Linked DNA regions of Mus musculus: region 2 is linked to region 1. Evidence: chromatin contacts called from public HiChIP or PLAC-seq data. All regions are on one chromosome and are shown on one strand. The core of a region is the stretch at or near the end of the contact, and the rest is flanking DNA. Distances in the headings are between cores, read along the strand shown. Region 1 overlaps Fbln1 (fibulin 1). Region 2 has its middle 17 kb from the start of Lncppara.

Region 1 (7,004 bases), core at 2,435-4,934:
TGCGTACTTCACACCACAAACCTGCTAAATATCCCTAGACTAGTCCTACCCCATCCCTGGGCCTCAGTTTCTCCTTCTGTAATGATAGTCTCTGAGGCCACCCCAGCCTCAGGGACTCTGAACTCTCTTCTTGGCTTGCCTTCTGTGGCTGCCCTCCACAGCCCAGCCTGGCCACGTAGGGCTACCCCTTGGTCCAGCTGCGGCTGTGACAGTGCACAGGTGTAGATGCTGAGGGAGAACTGTAACTGCGCTGTTGCAGATATTGATGAGTGTGCCCTGCCCACTGGAGGTCACATCTGCTCCTACCGCTGCATCAACATCCCCGGAAGCTTCCAGTGCAGCTGCCCCTCATCTGGCTACAGGCTAGCTCCCAATGGCCGCAACTGCCAAGGTGAGTGAGACAGATTCTCTGTGTTGGTGTCCAGGGGTATTACAAGTCCCACAGTGTCGAGGTAGAGATGTGCTTCTCAGATGTAGGGGCTGCACCACAGATGGTCTCCCATGTGCAGCATCTAGCCTGTCCCCGGGGCTATCTGGGCTCTGTGAAGGTCCTGTTAGGTAAGAACACCCAAGCCCTCCTCCTGCTCTGTCCTTGTCAGACCTTGGAAGAGTGACCAGGGACCCTGTCCTCAGCTTAGTCTAGTTGTGCAGCTTCTTACCCAGTCATTGGACAGACAAGCTGTAAACCAAGTCTTGAGTCCTGGAAGTGAGCAGATGTCACCTGCAAGGGGCTGACTGTGGTCTGGTGTTGAGAATCCTGAGGTCGCTGTATTTGGGGACTCTGGTGATGGCGAGTGTTTCGTGGGCTTGGGTCAGCTCTGGCATGGGCTCAGGGATGAAAGCTGGTAGTATCTGTCCATATCTGCTCCCTGTTTCTAAGAACTATCTGGGATTCCCCTGCATTGTGTGAGCCACGGTTTGGTTACTAAGAGCGCTGAGGACAAGCTTGTGAACACATGATCCTATCTGTACACCCTGGCTCACACCGGGAGCTGCCTGAGGAGATCAGCCTCTTCCTCATGGCTCCCCATGAGCTGGAGGTCCAGAGGCTCCAGAGACCCCCGGGTTCTGCACATGAAGATGGTCTTTAGTAACCCTTGTATACTGGGGGTACAGAGACCGACGGTGACCAGCCAAGCTAGCCAAGGGCTGAGCACAAGATTTAGTGAAAGATACTGTCTTCGAGGGAGGGGGAGGATGTGGGGGGCAATAGATGCTTGATGCTATACACATTCATGCATGTGCACCCACATACACATACATGATTGCATGCATGCACCCATCCTCATACACACACACACACACACACACACACATGCATACAACCATCACCACCACCACCAGCAGCAGCAGCAGCAGCAGCAAAGAAGGTGGCCAGCCAAAGGCAGGGCCTGTGGCATTCTCTGGAAGGGACACACTCAGTTTCTCTGAGGTTGGACTGGACCTCCCCCACACCCCCAGTCCTGCTTTTTGCTCTCCTGGCCCAGCTTCCTCACCACAGCCTGAAGTCCTGCCCAGAAACAGCAAAAACGCATTCTGGGCTGGTGAACCGAATGGCTCATTGGCTAAGGCTCTTGTTGCCAAGAGCCTGAGTTCAATCCCTGGGCAGAGTGAACAGGCTCTTTGCAAGTTGTCCTCTGAGCTCCACACACATGCTGTGGCACATGCCCACACAAATAAAAATGTAAAAACACCGTAAGACCACATTCCTGAAGCCGTGCTCTCTGGGATTGGCCAGGGTTGCCTTTGCCAGTGGTAGTCAAACACAGGACACTTCTCAACAACTGCCTCCTAGGCTCAGTGATACCTCTGGACCCCAGAAGTTGGAATATCATAGAGGGGGATCCCCCATCTTGAGAGGCCCCAGGCCCTGTAGAGGACCTCCAGGCCTGGTCCCCCTGCCTGGCCACTTTAGTCACTGCCCTGAGACCCAAGACGGATTGCATGGTTCCTATAGGTCTTGTTTCCTCACCTGTCCTACTAGATGGAACCAGTCATGCCTGAGGTCCAGGTGGCATTCCTTCAGAGCCATGGAAAGATGCTAGGTGGTTAGCTGGTGCCCACCTAATGGGGTTCAAAGCTTATAGAATGTGCGACTGTGGGCAGGTTCCATCAGCTGTGTGAGCCTTCCCTAAGATGAGGATTGTAACAACACTTCCCAGGCAGTGCTTATGGGACCTTCTTATGCTGTCTGCTCTTGTTACACACCCCCACTCAGGGATACTGTGTGCTCTGGAGTCTGGTAACTCTTGGTGTCTAGTAAACAGAAGATCTTGCACCAGATGCTACACCCACAGAGGGCAAGGGTGTCAACACACAGTTTGTGTAGGTGGGGATGGTTTTCGTGGCTTTAGCCTAGATCATGCTGCCTCTGGGTGGGGTTGACTTTCATGACCCTAGCCTATACCATGCTGTCTCTGGGTCTCTGCAGACATTGATGAGTGTGTGACCGGCATCCATAACTGTTCCATCAATGAGACTTGCTTCAACATCCAGGGCAGCTTCCGCTGTCTGTCCTTTGAATGCCCCGAGAACTATCGCCGCTCCGCAGACACGTAAGTCCCTGGGGCCTGCTGTCATCTGCCTGGGTTGGGCTACCTAAAGGTCCAGCTCTGAGAATGGGCAGGTGATTCACAAGGTCTTCTTAGGGTTCTCCTATTGGGCTATAGGAACCTGCTGATTCTTGGTTCTCAGGCCCCCGAGGGCCAGTGAGACTATCAGGAGGCCACGGGTGTGACCGCAGATGAATCTTGGACTGTGGGCGTGCTGTCATGGAGATAGGCCCCAATCTCTTCATCTGTAACATGAACGTGTGCAGTTATGCTGACTCAGATGAGCAGGTGGCAATGCCATCTCACAGTCTTGGCCAAAACCCAGGATTCAAGGTGACTTTCTAAGGCATCTGCATTCCGTCTAACTGAATTATGTGTGGGAACAGCATGGCGTATCCTGTGTCCTATACTGGAAACTGTGCCCTTGTAAGTTCTGATCATCACGGTGACATCTCTGGTGTCCCTGGGGCCTTAGGCCATGATTCTCACAGCAACCACCATCATTTGAGTTCTGTCCAGAGAGACTCATGTCCTTGCTTCCGGGAAAGCCCCACTCTAGAGCTCATTCCAAGAGTGTGGACTGATAACCTCTCCCACAGCACGGAAATGCTCTCAGCAAGTACATGGCCCGACAGCTTGCATTTTCCACCTCTTGACCTTGCACTTGTCTTTGGCTCTTGGCCAGCCATTGCTCCTGCACAGGGGTCATTGTTTCCTTTCGATGATGCTTCAGACTCCGATGTTCACCCCATGACCTTGGGGACAGCTTTTTCTGCTGTGGTCCTGTCCAGCTTCTGGCTTGCTCTGCCTTGGCAGCCCTGAGTTCTTTCAGACCTTGGGCTGCTTGCTTACCACTCTGCCCGCATCTCTGAGCTTGTTTTTCTTCTCCTTACAAACCTATCACCTGCCTTGATGAGATGATGCTAACCTGTAATCCCAGCACTAAGAGGCAGAGGCAGGTGGGTGACCAGCTTGGGGATAGCCTGGGCTACATATTGAGACCCTGTCTCAGCAACACCCAATGCCTTGTTTCTTTCTGTGTCTGGGTGAGGGGAAAAGCTACTCTCAGAGTCTGCAAATGTGTCCAATCCCTAAGAGAGCAGGGGTTACGCAATAGCCTGGCTGTTGGGGCAAAGCTACCCTGAGTCACTAAGAAAGCTATGCACCCTTGGTTTGAGACTATGTTCTGTTTCCCATTATAAATACTTGGGTTTGAGGATTCCAGAAGCCAGGCTGTGGTTGCAATGGCAAATTCTAACTCCTGTGCAGCCATCAGGCTGAAAGAGGAGGCTGCCCTGCTGGGGTCAGGACATACGAGTCCATGGGTAGGCAGCTTGACCTTGCTTACTGAGTTTGTTGTTAAGGTTAGCAAAAACCAAGTGCTGGTGGACTGACTGTATACGGGCTCCTGGGTAAACATTGATCCATGGATGCCCTACCACTTGGGCCAGCTCCTAGGAGCATGTGCCAGACAATGAACAGAGTACACAGCATGCTGAGAGAATGGAGGGATGCCAGCCTGGTGGAGACGGGTGGGCAAGTGGGATGGTATTGGCCAGGCTTGAATTAATGCCACTGGGAGCTGAATTGGGCAGTGATGGAGATCTGAGAGCTGCACACACTGAAATAGTGTATCCTTGGGATTGGTGTGCCTTTCCTTCCAGTGTGGGTTTGGTGTGCCAGGTCTCGGCTGTCCTGTCCTACAGCTTCTCTATTCCCCACAAAACAGGCCGGATTCGGACACAGGGATGAGGGAGGCGGGGACTGATGCTTCAACCCTGGGAAGATGGCTGTCTACCGGTGACACTTTCTGTCCTTGTCTGTGTATCACCAAGAGCCTTAACAGGGACTGGAGAGGAGAATGGGGGTGGGGGAGGTGGAGGTGGAGCCCTCTGTACTGAGGATTTGGGGGAGGTCCAAGTGAACCCCCTGGGGGATGTTTTTCTTCCAAGCCTCATGCTTGACTGACATTCTAGAAAGATCATAGCTGTGGAGTCAGGCTAACTTGGGTTTCTTGGAGCGTCTTGTCTTCAGCTATAAGATGGAATGTTGGGGTGGACTTCAGGGGTCCCTGAGAGTGACCCCTGATTGTGGGGCACAGCCTTCCTCTGCTTCTTCTATATAGATTCTGCCCAGTGGATGGGGCAGACATTCTAAGACACATACATCCCTGCAGTACTGTTGGGTCCTCTGTGGTTATGGTTTGTAGGTCTGGGAGGCCGGGTAGAATGGAGAAACTTGGGCTGCAGTGTAGAAATGCTGGGCTTCTGGCCTTTCTAAGTGCTCTGGCCCTGGGTCAACGTTGGGCCACCTATGTGCGGTGGTACCAAGATGACTTACGTGGTCAGGTCCTGATAATCAGGGATGGCAAGCCTGTCTCAGTGCTGGTCCAGTGAGCACATTGTGATGTGGTAGAGATAAGGGTGGTGGGACATTGTCCTTCTCCCCAATGTACAAACCAGAGGACAAAATTCCTTTTGAGTGGCTTCATCAGTTTGTTCTTCTGGCCAGTTGCTTGGCTCTCGGATGGGGACAGCCTGAGATAGCACATGAAGGACTCATGGTTATGGCTTCCTGATCGCAGCTATATAGGAATCTCTCTGGTTACAGCTTTCTCCTTTGATAGTCCCTGTTCAGTTGTAGACCATTTGCAACAGCAGTGTTGGGTGGAGGAAGGGGTGGGGCCTGAGTCTCCCGTGGGAAGGTGTCACCCATTGTTCACCTCAGTTAGGGGGTGGCACATTTGAGAAGAGACTCACTTCCTGGCACATCTCAGATGAGAGACTTCTATTTTACAACTCCCTTTTCTCCTCATTAGAAACTGAGCTCTCTAAATTCCCTGATCTTTACAAAGGAGGCTAGTAGACGGAGTAAACCAGATGCCGCGGCAGAACGCTTGTGACCTCAGCCTTGGTGAGGTAGAGGCAGGAAGGTCAGGAGTTCAGAATCAGCTGGGGCTCAATGAGACCGGTCTCCAAAGAGAGAAAAATGAACTGGGCTGAGGAAATGGCTCAGCAGGGAAAGCTCTTGCCATACAAGCCTGATGACTGGAGTTCGGGTCGCCAACACCCACATAGAAATGCACAGCAGCCCACCTGTAATCTCAGCATGGAGACAGAGGATTCATCCACACAAGGTGGCTGGGTAGACCAACTAAATTGTCATACTCCGAGTTCCAGTGAGGTGCCCTGCTTCATAACATATGTCAGAGATCAAAGAAGACATCAGACGGCAACCTCGGGTCTCCACTTAGACGTGCATACCAGATGTACTGAACATGTATGAATGCATATACATGCACACAAACACTGCATGCATATATACACATACATACATATATATGCCCATATATATATACTGGGCATCTCTCCTGAGGTTCCTGCTCTAGGGGGGAGCTTGTTTGGAACTTTAGTGGGTAAGATGTGAGAATCAGTCTCTTCTACCCTCTGTGTGCTAGTGTGCTCTCTCTGTCTCTCTTTCTCTGTCTGTCTCTGTCTCTGTCTCTGTCTCTCTCTGTCTCTCTCTCTCTGCCTCAGGCCCTTTCTTTCCTCATGTAGCTTCCTTCTCTCCTGTGCTGTTCCTGGCTACCCAGGAGCCTGACCAAGCAAGCCAGGACCACAAGCCACCAATGAGTCTCGTGGACACACTGAGGTCCCGACCTCTGAGTGCTTGCTACTCCTGTGTTCAGGGCTACCTCTGGCACCCGATGGGACTGGGTACATCCTTTTTCCTGCCCACAGAGCCACTCGGATGGAGTATGGTTGTAAAGCTGTCATGAGGCTGGGTAGCTTTGGATACTGAGTCTTAGGAAAGTAGCTAAAGTGAAAAGCTATGGTCACAGAGCTCAAGAGGGACCTGGCCAGGGACGACAGATGGAATTGACGTCCGCGGATGGTCACAGGGGCGGCCCTGCTGCTTTTCTCTGCGCTTTTGTCTCTCTTCCGTGGAGGCTTCTGATCATTTTCACAGAACTTGGGCTGCTGCAGTCAAAGATGTTGAAGCTGAGAATTGGGACACATTGCACTGTAATGCGTATATGGGAAACGTGTGGAAGCCGTGAGCCTGCTTGCCATGCTGAGCTGATCTGAGGTCCAGATACACAGACACACAGACACACACACACACAGACACACACACACACACACACACACACACACACACACACACACCCCGCCCTACTCTGTAATAGATTCAGTAGTGACTGCCCACCCCCATCGGGGTGATTCAGCTAACAGATTTTATTGCTGTCCCTAGTCTGACCAGTAGATTGCCACACAGTGATTATGGTTTCTGGGATGTTTCCTTCCCTCTATTTCCCTCCCCTCCTCTCCCCTCCTCTCCCCTCCTCTCCTCTCCCCTCCCCTCCTCTCCCCCCTCCCCTCCTCTCTCTTCCCCTCCCCTCTTCCCCCTCCTCCCTTTCCCCCTCCTCTCCTCTCCTTCCCTGTCTTCCCC
Region 2 (7,004 bases), core at 2,666-5,165, 440 kb after region 1:
TGGAGATGTTAGAGAGGAGTGGAGATAAAAACTTGATGAAGTCCGACACAGCTGGCTGGGAGTGGTGAGTCTGGGTTTTTAACCTCTTGATACTTTCCCTGTGGGTCTGTCAGTCTGTCAGCCACAGCCTCAGAGACAGGGGAATGTGTGGCACTGTAATTGGAGGCAAAATGAGAGGGTATCTACGGTGTCGCGTCAAGTGTGGACATGGCTCCAGGACTGTTTGGGCCAGGGGCACAGGGGCTTTTCACTTTGGGAAGAGCACGTGCTGGGGGGGATGGGGGCCAGCTTTGTGTTCTGACTGTTGGGTCCATTCCCTTTCTGAGCCTCAGTTTCCTTGTCTGTAGAATGGGAACAGAAAGCAAAGGCCTAAACCCAAACTAGAAAGCTTAGTTAATGGAGTGTACCGACCACTGCTTCCTTGCTGTACTTCGGAGCCACGGAACATTCCCAAAGCAGGGAGCTCCCTTCTCTTCTCCCTCTGGAGAGGTGGGAAATCAGAGAGATTTGGGCAGCTAAGCAGCTAGGTCAAGAGTCAGGCCCCATTGGGCCTTTCTCCAGGTCCCTATGGGCTAGCTAAGGTTTTCACTAGTATGTGCCCCATACATATACAGGTGGAACATGGATGTACCAGGAGGTCTTTGCAGAGGTACGTGCACAAATGTATGTGTGAGTGACCTATACAGACATTTCTGTGTTTCTCACTGGCTAGCATTCCGGCTTGGCCCAGGTGCCAGTAGTAGACGGGCATCTTTTACCAAGGCCGGCAGTGTCTTTTAGATATTATTCTTTCTCTTCTTCAAGTGGACTGTGAAGCCCTTTGTACACACCCTTGCAATGACTACAGTGGACAGCCCATCAGGATCCCTGGGGCCACAGATGAGCCTCCTTCCCTAGACTGGAGGAAGCTGAAGCAGATGAGGGTAGGATACAGTTGGTCCCAGAGCAGAGGTAGTCTTAGGTCCTCACCAGGCCCAGGAAAGGCCCAGGTAAGGCCTGGTCTGTCTTCACCCTACATGGATGGACAGTTCCAGGCGCCGGCCATTTGCAGACCTGGAAGAATGAAAGTGAGCCTCGGGGCCCAGCAGAGGAAATGGCGGCCTAGAGCGGGAATCCGGGAAGGCGGGCCGAGGGCGGGGAGCTGCCCGGAAGTCCTGCTTCTGCTGCTGATCCGGCTGCTAGGGGCCTTCTTATAAGGAGCCACCAAAAGGGCTGGGCCTTTCCGGACAGGTCTGTGTGTGCCTATGTTGCATACATGCTGGACCCAGGGCAGGGCTTGCCTGTCAGAAACACTATACGACTGAAGGGTTGGATGAAGTGGGACAGAAGCGTCATGACAGGACCTCCTGACAGGACTTGGAGCTTTTTAAAGAGAGGGATGCAACATCAGCCTCAGACCCTGGAGGAAGCTCATGTGAGTTCTTCTTTTTTTTTTTTTTTTTAACTGAGAAACTCATGAGTCGTCGGCTTTCTTAACCTTTTTGGTACCAGTAGGAAGACCTTGGAAGCCTGAGTTTTAAAGTGCGGTACTTGTCCACATTAGTCTCAATTTCCCCCTCTCTAGAAGGGAGGACATCAGACACATAAATTAAGTGTCTGTGATGTCATGGGGGCATTTGGCTAGATGTGGGGTTGCCGAATGGCAGCAGTTGTGGGTGGACCATGGAAAAAAGTCGTTAGTGTTGAGCCCTGGGACTCTCTAGGCTTCTGAGCTTGGGTAAGGGATGCAGGCTTGGAGCAGGGGCGCTCAAGAGGTGGCCTGGCCACGCCAGTATGCACTGGAACCTCTGGCCCAGTTTCCTGGGTGCCCAGCCCTGCCCAGGATTCCTGGGGTGGGTGTGCCTATGCTTCTGGCTCAGGCGTGGTTGGAGGGATCCTGGGATCTTGCCTGCTCTCACCCTGCCAAAAGCTCATGGGACAAACCTCACCTGGGCCTGGGCTTTCAAAGTCCCAGTTAGTCACCTATTCCATATGCCAGGTGCTATAACATGGGACCTTCTGATAGACCCTTTCAGAGTCTAACATGGCTGCTGTCAGATGTCCCAGGGGCAGGAAGACACACTCTAATCATCCCGGGCCTTTTCTGTGAATGTAGACTGAATTGCCCAATGCCAGTCCATTGGGATACTTGGCACCTGAGGGCTAGGGTGGGGGGGTCTCAGGCCTGTATCCAGCATACTCGAGCACCCTGGGAAAGCTCTGCCCCTGAGACAGGGTCATTCTTGAACAGATGACCCCCTGGACCATCCAGCTGAGAGGACAATGCCAGGTACCGGAAAGTGAGCACTCCTAAGGCCAAGCATATGACTAGGACCTCAGCTAGGTGTCAGGATAGCAAAGGAATGGCCACTGAGGTCAGTGTCCAGCTGACAAGAGAGGAGATAAGAGCAGGTAAGCAGGCCCGGCTAGAGAGCTCCAAGGCTGAAAGCTTTGGCCCAGGCGTGAGCTCGGACGGAATTGGCTCTTCCCAGAGAGCCCCCGTGCAAGTTAGACACCACAGACAGGTCTTATTCTGTGTGATGGGGAGAAGTGATTTTGCAGAGTACCTACTAAGTGCCAGGCCCAGGCTGGGAATTGTCATGCATTTTAAAAAACAATCTCCACATTCATTTTAATGTCTCCAATTCTGTCTTGTCTTGATGTCTGACCGGAGCCCATGCTGAATGCATTAGACTGCAGAATAAATAGAGCATAGTTCTTGCCCTCGAGAGAGAACCCCCCTGTCTAGTGAGCGCTGGGTGCTAACTTTTCTATATAAGCAGGTCAAGGTACAGAGAGGCTGGAGAGCTTTCCCACAGCCAGAGTCTGGCGTTGGACTCCCGTTTATTTCCTGCCTGTTAGAGGCTGACTTTGGCCGGTTTCTCCTCAGACACCCAACACCAGTAAGGATCTTTCCTTTGGCCTGGAGTTCTGCTGCAATAAAAAGGAGTTGTCCTGAGGGTCTAGGCCATGGAGGTTTGGGGTTGCTGGAGACCTCTCTGACAGAGCTACCATCACCTCTCTGCTGGAGTCTGCAGCTCTGAGTTTTCTGGGGGTCTAGGATACTTCCCTGGCTCAGGGTTTCTATACCTATGTGGTCTGATGTGCTGTGGACCACACTCAGGGTAGCAGCAAGAGATGAGGAGGGAGCCTGGTGTCCCCATTGTTTCCCATAGTCCTGAGGCAGGGAGCTACTTAGAACTGGGAGCCTGGATGCTGTGTCCCAGGTCATGATGGGCTCATAAAAGGCTAGTTCTCCGTGGTAAGTGTGTCAAAGCACAGAGCAAGGGGGACTTCTAAGAGTCCCACCCAGCTGCATTAGTTGGTGTGGCCCACGTTGGGGGCTTGTGTCCCCCAAGCCCACAGAGTCTCTTGCATATCACAATGGTATGGAGCTCCTTTGATTCTTTAGGCCTCCATCACTCAGGTTGTAGGCCCCGTAGCACACCAGGCCAAGTGTGCCTGTGGGAGGAGAGCCATCGGTACCATCGAGAGAACAGTAGAGGACCATGTGGTGGTGATCCCTGTCTCGCTCCCCAACTCCCCCCACTTTACAAGTACCAGCAGGCCTGAGGCACACAGAGCATCCACATGGCTGGCATGACTAATGCAGATATCTTCAGGAAGGCCAGGCTCCCACTGAGATGCCCGTGGGCCTACTCCCTTTGGAGGAGGCTTGGGTCGTGGGTTGAGAGCACCTGAGGAATCCAGGAGACTTCCTGGAGGTGGTGGACCGACAGCCCTGGGCTCTTCCCTAAAGCTGACCACCATAGCTATGGCTGCAGGGCCCTGCGCCCAGTCTTACTCCTGCCACGTCCCAGGGCTCCCTGCCAGGCGCCACCCCCACCCCCCCACCCCCACCAGCCCTGAACAGGCCACATCTGCTGCAGCAGCCACGCCAGAGCTCCACCTCCTATCCTGTCCCCATGGAAACCAAAGTCAGGGGGGGGGAGTTAGCCACTGACTGGTTTCCATTAGAGCAGCCTGCTTTTCTGGAGCCCTGCCCCTGAGCTTCTAGGCCTCCCCAGAGACTTCCTCCTGCATTTGCTGAGCACCACTCAGTCTGTGCCAGGGAGCTCAAGGGTCCCAGCCCTGCCCACACTAGCCAGCTTACATCAGGGAAGTATCAGGTGGGTTCAGGGCCCAGCCAATCACTAGGGATGCTTTGGGCCAGTTATGGTGTTGGGACTGACCGAAAACCACCACCACACAGATTTTGTGTCTTAAAGAAGCTATGTGCCCAAGTCAGTCCTGCCTGGATTCCAGAACTCCCACCCAATCGTAGAACCTATGGGACCTTAGACCCCTTTTTCCAGTCTCTGGGCCTCGGTTTACCCATCCTCAACATGAGAGGGTTAGCAGGTTTCTATGTCCCTTGTAGTAGTATTTAAGTAGGGAGGGTGGGAAAGGAAGAAAGAAGAAAGAAAAAACGGAGCCACAGCAGTGTGAGCTCCTCTGGGCTCCCAGGCTGCGGTTTTGTTTGCTTTCAGAGAAGGGGGTTTTGAAGGAATCTTGGTTGTGGAATGTGTCTGAGACGGTGGTTGGAGAGGCCGCACACAAGCCAGCCAGAGCCCTTAGCATCTGTTTGGCACCCAGTGACCTAGCTATGAATGCAGCGACAGGAAGCTCCAGGCCTGCCAGAGGGCTCTGCAAACGACCAAAGAGGTTTCCAGAGGTCAGAAACCTAGGCCTAGGATGAGATCCTACTTAAAAAAAACAAAAAACAAAAAAAAACAAAACAAAAAAAAACCTCCCGTGTGTTCATCCCTAGGGAGGCCTGGGAAAGGGATACATACATGGTGGCTTTGCAAAGTTCACCTGAGGGCTATATGTGTCTGTGGCAGCTTCAACCTGGCCTTTACGCGGGTGGCATGGTAGTGCACCACCCTCCTCCTTCATGGAATCAGGAAGAGAATATGGATGTATGCGCTGGCACTGACACTGGCACTGGCTCTGGGGGCGGGGAGCACCTTTTGAGCAGCCTCCAAATGGGAAGCCGCTTGCATTGCCTTCAGTGCCTCACTGTTTGCATCTGCAAAATGGGGACAGCGACCCAGACTCGGTGTGAAAGCTAGAGGAAAAGAGGGGCCAGAGCTGGATACATGCAGCAGGTAGGATCTAAGTGGGACCAGCATGGGGACCTCATGAACCAAACAGGCCCCGCATCCCAGTTGCTGCTGCATTCTAGTTGCTGCTGCCCAGGTACTGAGGCACCTGTCTTCACATTTTCTCTGATTCGTTCCTGATTCAAGTGCCGTGGCGGTCTCCTACCCCTAGGTCTCTCAGGCTCACTGCCCATCCCTCTGTCAGGGAAAGTAGGGCATGAAGATTCTGTCTCTGTGACTCCAAGGCTGGGTGTGGTAACATTTTTTAGCTTTCCTTCCCAGCTGGGGAGGAAACTTCGATGAGGACGGATCCTCTTCTGATAGCTACTGTGCAACATGCAAACACACCACCTCGTAGCTGTAGGCCGAGGGAGCTGGGTAGAGCAGAGTGCTGGGCCTGGTCCGGCTTGATTTAGACATCCAGGAGACTGGGAAAGCATAGGAAATGAAGGAAATCTCCCCAGGGAAGGGAGAGACGAGATAGAGGAGCTTAAGTACCCAGATAATTATAAAGCATAGCCTGATGATTTACCGCCAGGCCGACTGGCTCCTCTGACTGCCCCTACCACCTGTCCTCTGCCCCCCCCCCCATATGCCCTAGAGGCCAGCAGTGGGGAAAGCAGAGAAGCAGTGGGCATGGCCCCACGCCCAGCCTTTATGTTGTTTCCTAGAGTTGGGCTCCAAGTAGGCTCTGGGCAGGAGTCACCGTGAAGGGGACCAGGCTTTATTGTGCTGGGCTCAGACATCTGACCCTACCCAGCTCTGTTGTCTAGACCAAAGAAAAGGGGCTATGAGATCAGGCACTTACAGAATATCCCTTAGCCTGTACCCTGTTCGCAGCTGCAGGGACCTTAGTGGACAGAGCCAAAAAGCCTGACCTTCCCACCTAAAAGAGGGTTCTCGTCACAATCTCCGTTGTGAGACATTTATTGTTGTTTGTTTTGAAACAGGGTCTCACAGTGTAGCCTCAGCTAGCCTGGAACTTGCTGTGTAGACCAGGTAGGCCTTGAACTCACAGAGACCCACCTGCTTCTGCTCCTGGAGTCCTGGAATTAAAGGTGTATGCTACCACACCCTGTTAGTGGAACCCCCGACAAGCCTTATGTCTCCACGCTCTTTTATTTTATTAGGATTCCTTGTCACCACCTAGAAGCGCCCCCCTAGCCTTCTGCTCAGCTCCTACACTGTGGGCTTACAACCCTGATGGTCCTTTCACCAGTGTCTACACTGAGAGCTCCTGGCGCAGGATGGCTATAACCACGTATGGCTCCTCACAAGCTGGCTCAGGTGTATTTTAGGGAAACACTCTGAGAGCGAAGGCACTGGAGGGAAGGTCCCCTATGCCTCCGTGTATGGATCTCTCCCATGGACTCGCTCCAGTATCATGAGCACAGAACCACAGGCCTGAGAGTTCCTGAGAGGACAGTCCCACTGCAGCAACCTTGTCTCCCATCTTTGTGTTTGCCATTCACCTTCTGGAGTCTGTGATCGACATATTTAATATGATTTTGTCCAGTGAAGTGGGTGTACTGTCACTTGATCATAGCTATATAACAGGTGTGCCCCTGAACTCATTGTTGACCAGTAGGGAAGAGCTGTACACCCAGGGACCCATTCCTTATCAACCTTGGCCCCCACCTTCTCTGTCTCCCTCACTTTAACTCTGATGTCAGTGGGTCCCTGGAAGGTTCCAGATTCCAGGTTTGAGGCAGCTGTCTTGTAAGCATTCCTTGGCTTCAACCTGGGACCCTGCTTCTGAAGTCTCCCTAGAGACCAGGAGGACTCACGCACAACGTTGCAGGTATCTGTTGTCTAGTGAGAAACTAGGAGCCAACCACCCACTTCCCCAGGCCTGATGCTTCAGCTCTGTGGCCAAACGCAGGCAGTGCCCAACACAGCCCAGCAGGCTTCTGGCACATG

The links. HiChIP or PLAC-seq counts read pairs in DNA pulled down with a chosen protein or histone mark.
Region 2: an H3K27ac HiChIP or PLAC-seq map of embryonic fibroblasts shows a contact between it and region 1, with 8 times the contacts expected there. The contact joins two enhancer-like sites. A contact is called at or near these places in 2 of 115 datasets of contacts at active chromatin or transcription factors (embryonic fibroblasts and large pre-B cells).

What each region holds. Positions count from the first base shown.
Region 1 is chr15:85,241,752-85,248,755 of GRCm38.p6, forward strand. It overlaps Fbln1 (fibulin 1), which reads left to right. Exons shown (of 17, transcript NM_010180.2): 13 at 260-391; 14 at 2,432-2,555. Among named protein-coding and RNA genes, the nearest start is that of Fbln1, 39 kb to the left of the region's middle. Within about 2 kb of position 3,685, at least 46 of the 459 cell types and tissues checked have an H3K27ac peak or open chromatin away from gene starts, as enhancers often do. A contact at or near this core is called in embryonic fibroblasts, where this site is marked.
Region 2 is chr15:85,683,251-85,690,254 of GRCm38.p6, forward strand. No RefSeq gene overlaps it. Among named protein-coding and RNA genes, the nearest start is that of Lncppara, 17 kb to the right of the region's middle. Within about 2 kb of position 3,916, at least 139 of the 459 cell types and tissues checked have an H3K27ac peak or open chromatin away from gene starts, as enhancers often do. A contact at or near this core is called in embryonic fibroblasts, where this site is marked.